2 separate regions of the Zea mays genome follow, and region 1 is linked to region 2. The links are chromatin contacts, called in public Hi-C maps. All regions are on one chromosome and are shown on one strand. The core of a region is the stretch at or near the end of the contact, and the rest is flanking DNA. Distances in the headings are between cores, read along the strand shown.

Region 1 (3,162 bases), core at 660-3,159, 370 kb after region 2:
TGTTTGAAATATGGTTATACTTGCAGCAGCATAAAGCAACTCCACCAGATCTCTTATTGCAGCTCCTCTATGGTTATGGTGTCTCACCGGCCCAAGTAACGATGCTCTATGCTGGCCTGGGTAACGGTGTAAGCAGGCCTAAGTTTGAGTTGACCCAATAAACGGGCATGGGCCAAGGTGCGGAAGGTTTTCTCAACCGGGATCCCTTTTTAATGCGTGGGGCTATTTCTTGCCACCGGTGAAGTTTATTTTGAATATGTACCTCAATACAGATTCATCAAGTGAACAAACTTTATCTGGAAATGACGTTCAAACGAGTAACATAGCTTTCACTATTCTCTATTACTACCAATCTAGTGGCTCCGATCCCTTCTACAACCCATTAACCACGTCGAAGTTGGGAACTAGTCACTGAATGCTAACAAGTACTCCCTCTGTTTTAGGCCCTTTGTTGTCCATATTCAAATTGATAACAATGAACCTAGAACGAATACTATTTTGGGTACAGTCGAAGGCAATAAGTAAAATTACCATGCGAGTAATTATCCAACCAGTGGATATTTGAAACTAGCAGGAATATATAAAAGCCACCTTTTATAATGTAGACGAGGAGTTCGCTGCTGGCATTGATCAGCGGCTGCAGGAGTGGGCCTAAAACGATACAAGGGCAGACCGTGACAACAATCAGCCCGTTCTTCTCTCCATACTCCACTGCAGTTTCTTCAGCAATCGTCTTGGCAGCACAGTACCAGTTCTGCAAGAACAGCTAGTTAGGCCTAACATAGTCCTCCCTGGCAGCATCAGTTGGAAACAAGAACTGGTAATGAATGGTAAAAAAGCTAGGTGAAGTCATATTAACAGCCAGAAGAATTGACGGGACTGGAATTGCATCGCTAACCTCGTTCTTAATGCATAAATCTCTGTCTGACCAGCAACTCTCGTCTTTGGTTCTACCTTGGGGCCAGCTCGGGTTAAAGTAAACGGCAGCCGTGGACGAAACCACGACAACTTTCTGAACGTTGTTTGCCGAGCAGGCCTGGAGGACGTTCAGAGTGCCCTTGACAGCAGGAGACAGCACCTCGGACTGCATGGGTTTGTTTCACTCGGCATATGGTTAAGCAGCAAAAACGTCCATAAAACTATTGAGCAATAGATTTAAGAGGAGAGCAGTAGCTAGGTGCCAATGTCAATCCGACGATTATCCGAGGAGATTGGACCGGGACTTGCCTCGGGATCGAGGACTTTGTCCGCGGGCACAGGGGAGGCGACGTGGAAGACGCCCTCGCACGCGACGACCGCGGTCGCCAGGGCGTCGCGGTCGAGCACGTCGGCCTTGAACAGGCGCAACCTCTCCCGGGCCCCGTCCAGCTGTTGCAGGTGGGCGTTCTTGGGATCACCTTGAAGCAGAGAGCCGGCCGACATGCATGAGTCCCCCGGCCCCAACTCCCAGCGCGTGTTCACGCAGACGCAAACGCAGAAGCAGCTGGAGAGCGGCATGGGGTGTGCATGCTTGTTACTTACTTGGGTCGCGGACAGTGGCGTGCACGGCGTAGCCGCGGGAGAGCAGGAGCTTGACGAGCCATGAGGCGACGTACCCGCCGCCACCGGTTACGCATACGCGTGGTGGCGGCGGCGACGCCATCCCGCTGCAGTGCAGGGCCTCACTGAAGCTTCCTCCTCCGGTCCTCCTCTTCGTCCGTATATACCCGCCACGGCTTGTCCGTATATTGCCAGTTGCCACTTGCTTGCAACCCAGCACCAGCAGCATAGTATATAGTATATACACAAGACGGAAATCGACAAGAAGAAGAACACGCAGAAAGAGCCGGCCGCGAAGGATGCAAACGACCAAAAATGCACATTCAACTCTGCAGGTCAGCTGAAAGTCGTCGCACGCTCCCCTTTTCGTGTGTTTGGAGTTTGGACATCTTCTGAGCTGAGGGTTGTTTTGTTTTCACAGGGTTGGGTCATCAAAAGAGAGAATTTTTTTTTCCGTAAATGCAGGTTCATCCTATTCCACTGAAATGAATAAACCATCCAACAGACTTTTCGCCGACGATTGAATCTTCGACGAGGATTAATCGATCACGTACTCTCAAGAACACGATCAATACCCTGTAATTTTTCTCTTTGTATTAGTTACCTACTTATATACATCTTGGGTATTCTGGAAGACTGCGATTCACGTACACGGTTCAGAAGTCAGAACAACACCAACACGGTGTCAATTGGAAGAGATCACGGGTAAATATAAGCTCTATAGTGGCGGTCGTAAACCTATTTACAGTGACGTTTTTCGTAACCGCCAGTGTTAGAGGCTAGTAGAAATCACCATTTTTACAGGCGGGTAACTGAGAACCGCCAGTAAAAATCGATTTTCACTGGCGGTCGGCGTAATAAAACCGCCAGTGAAAATCGTTTCCAGGAAACATAAAACAGATTCTAAAAATAACAAAAAAATATTTTTATTAGGAGACTTCGCGGCACACCCCTGTCCATCTCCAACTCTCCATTTAAGTCGTAAGTCGTGGAATTTTTCGTGCACTACACACGGTTGCTACTTGCTAGGAATCGAACCTCTGCCCTCAGCCTCACGCGTACCCTCCTCTACCACTCCGATTATGGCATGATTTGTGTCTAGTGTGTAGTTTTGTTGCCCACATATTACAATCAACTGAGTGTAAATTGCTTGTTTGAGACCATAAACAAATTCAAATAAAATAGTTGTCAACTACAAAGTTGAATAATTTTTAAAGTTCTAAAACTTTCATTTTGACACTTTTTTCATCCGAAGTCGTTTGCAAAATTTGAATTTTAAATTTGACAAATTTAGATACAATTTTTGAGAGCCAAAATGATTTCAAATTAAAAAGTTATCAACTACAAAGTTTTATAATTTTTAGAGATCTACAACTTTTATTTTGATGGTTTCATCATACGAGGTCGTTTGAAAAACTCAAAAAATTAAGGATAAAAATGATTTTTAGTGACAGTTCCTTAAGAAAACCGCCACTATAAATCATATATTTCTGCAGACGGTTTTTATAAGGAACCGCCTCTAGAAATACGATTTCTAGTGGCGGTTTTCTTAAGAAACCGCTACTAAAAATAGTATAAACGATTGATAATCGAATCCGTCTATAAAAATATACCGTATCGCAG
Region 2 (3,177 bases), core at 54-2,553:
CGATGGCGCACCGGACTGTCCGGTGCGCCCGTCGACTGCAGCCTTCACCAAACGGCTAGTTTGGTGGTTAACCCCAACCACCCCACATTCAAAATATCCAAGTTTTCCACCTTCCAACTACTTACAAGAGCTCTAGCATTCAATTCTTGACACACTCAAAGTGATCAAATCCTCTCCCAATTCCACACAAAGCTTTAGTGATTAGTGAGAGAGATTTGTTGTGTTCTTTTGAGCTCTTGCGTTTGGATTGCTTCTTTCTTTCATTCTTTCTTGCGAACAACTCAATTGTAACCGAGACAAGATACACCAATTGTGTGGTGGTCCTTGCGGGGAAGTTTGTTCCCGTTTGATTGAGAAGAAGAAGCTCACTCGGTCCGAGGGACCGTTTGAGAGAGGGAAAGGGTTGAAAGAGACCCGGTCTTTGTGACCACCTCAACGGGGAGTAGGTTTGCGAGAACCGAACCTCGGTAAAACAAATCCACATGTCACTCTTTATTCGCTTGCGATTTGTTTTGCAACCTCTCTCTCGGACTCATTTATATTTCTAACGCTAACCCGACTTGTAGTTGTGATTAACTTTGTAAATTTCAGTTTCGCCCTATTCCCCCCCTCTAGGCGACTTTCAGTTTTATATATGTGTCTATATTCATCATCATATATTTGAATATAGACATAAAAAACAAGAGCTAAAACAGATACTTCTTCCGTCTCAAAATAGTAGTTGTCGTAGCTCTTGTTTTTTATGTCTATATTCATATGATCGATGATAAATCTAGACACATATATAAAACACATGCACCACTATTTTTCTAAATCGAATTTTATTTTAAGAAAGAGGGAGTACTATTTTGCCATGGAGTGAGTATAAATCTTAGACAATCTCTCTATTATTGGCTTCCTATAGTTGCGAAGGACTGAGAGCCAAACCAATCAAATTTCTTTTAGATGCAACATTTTGTTATCGAATGTTTTTGTGTTCTCATTCTTTGTACCTCGCCAACTCACCTCATTCTTGTACACCCTCGCCAATGGTGCCCCTGGGCCCTGGCTTTTCTCTGTTAGAGGAGAATGTCGTGGGCTGGAATTACTGAAATGAAAAAAAAGGTCCAGTCCATCTTGTTGGGCCAACACGGGCTTCACGAGCCACGCTCGGTGGAAGGTTCTAGTAACCACCAGTGTCACTACTCAGGACCGTCCGATTGGAAACTAGCAGTCGGATGAAGCTTCGTTCGTAGCCCTTATATGCGCTGCGCTTCTAGACGCGATTCGAAGCATCCAGGCATCCAGCAAATCCAGCGGGTCCGTACTCATCTGCTTCACCTCCGGGCTCCGGCTACGGCGGCACTCTTCTCTGGCAACCGGTAAACCTCCTCTCCCTTTCTTTTCTATGGTGCGGTGCATTCAAGATGTCCGGATGTACGTGCGCATCGGGTTTGGGATCGGATTGCGCCTGCTGCGACATAGGGAGTATACCGTGCTCTTTTGTTTCCCCATGGATTGATACTTTCTCTGTCGATTCTTATCAGGTCGGAAGATGTTGGATCTTCCGCTTCAAATCGACGCATAAAGGATGCAGATTAGTTTTGTTCGCGTCAAATTTATTTTGCTCGGTGTAGTTCTGTCCATTAATTAATTATTTGTACTGGATTTAAGGTGCTGCTATTTTGAAGGTTTTTTCTCCCGGAAATTTTCACATCCCGAAACGACTGGAAATTGAAGTAGCCATTTGATGCTGTTACCTGGGTTCATAAGTTGTTAGACTTGTTGTTATTTGTTTGTTAATCCTATAGCTATTGCATATTGTGTGCCTGATCAGGACCACAGAAACCTCTAGGCGACGAATCGAGCAGGTAGAGGAGTAATCAGGCATCCATGGCTGAGCATCTTGCGTCCATCTTTGGCACGGAGAAGGACCGCGTGAACTGCCCCTTCTACTTCAAGATCGGCGCATGCCGCCACGGCGACCGGTGCTCCCGCCTGCACAACAAGCCTTCCATCTCCCCGACGCTGCTGCTCTGCAACATGTACCAGCGGCCGGACATGATCACCCCGGGCGTGGACGCGCAGGGCAACCCCATCGACCCGGAGCGGATCCAGGAGGACTTCGAGGACTTCTACGAGGACATCTTCGTGGAGCTGAGCAAGCACGGCGAGATCGAGAGCCTCCACGTCTGCGACAACCTCGCGGACCACATGATCGGGAACGTGTACGTGGAGTTCCGCGAGGAGGAGCAGGCGGCCCGCGCCCTGCAGGCGCTGCAGGGCCGCTACTACTCGGGCCGACCCATCATCGCCGAGTTCTCGCCGGTGACGGACTTCCGGGAGGCCACCTGCCGCCAGTTCGAGGAGCACAGCTGCAACCGCGGCGGATACTGCAACTTTATGCACGTCAAGCAGGTCGGCCGGGACCTGCGGCGGAAGCTGTTTGGCCACCTGCATCGCTCCCTCCGGAGCCACAGCCGAGGCAGCCGCAGCCCGAGCCCATACCGCCGCCGCGGTAGCTCGTCCAGGTCCAGGGACCGCGACGATTACCACGACTACTACTACCACTACTACCGTAGTGGCAGTGGCAGCCGCAGGAGCAGCGAGAGACACCGCAGCCACGACAGCGACGGGAGCCGCCGTCGACGCGGGCGGTCGAGGAGCCGGAGCCGGAGCCCGGTGAGGGAAGGCAGCGAGGAGCGGAGGGCAAAGATTGAGCAGTGGAACCGCGAGCGGGAGGCAGCTCAGGTGTAAGCAAGTTCCCCTTCCCTAGTTGCCATGTTGGTTGCTGCAGTGTTATTGGCCTTGCTAGTTGCCATGTTGCTGTTGCTGAAGCCTGTTATCATGTATTGTGGTGTGGTTCAGGCAGGGTAAGGCCATAAATTGAGCCTGAAATTGGACTGTGATCTCTTTTGCTGTGGACGGGTTACCATTAAACTTGATTTGGATGTGCTGATGGAATCTAGTTGCTGTTTGAGTAAGGCTTACCGTGGTGAGTCGGCGGCCAGCGAGTACGTCCATCCATTGGGCGTTGAGATTGAGCAGTGGAACCCAGAATGTGTGACGGATACGATTTCGAGAGTAGTAGAAAGTATTGACTTCCGTGCAGACCCGATCAAACTGTAGATCGGAACTCATCCTCTAAGGCTCTAACACATTTACTATTTTGAATCAGGAGCTTAATGAAACTTTAGC

What was found. Hi-C and Micro-C count contacts between places; a contact is called where the count stands out from the background.
Region 1: a Hi-C map of ear shows a contact between it and region 2, with 2.5 times the contacts expected there. The contact joins the promoter of LOC103632940 here to the promoter of LOC100272749 in region 2. A contact is called at or near these places in 2 of 25 Hi-C or Micro-C datasets (bundle sheath and ear).

The regions. Positions count from the first base shown.
Region 1 is chr7:139,257,471-139,260,632 of Zm-B73-REFERENCE-NAM-5.0, forward strand. LOC103632940 (cinnamoyl-CoA reductase 2) reads right to left here and starts at 1,910. Exons shown (of 6, transcript XM_008654648.3): 1 at 1,522-1,910; 2 at 1,228-1,397; 3 at 899-1,084; 4 at 592-754. The coding sequence starts at 1,768.
Region 2 is chr7:138,891,262-138,894,438 of Zm-B73-REFERENCE-NAM-5.0, forward strand. LOC100272749 reads left to right here and starts at 1,304. Exons shown (of 1, transcript NM_001147202.1): 1 at 1,304-2,922. The coding sequence starts at 1,873. The coding sequence ends at 2,736.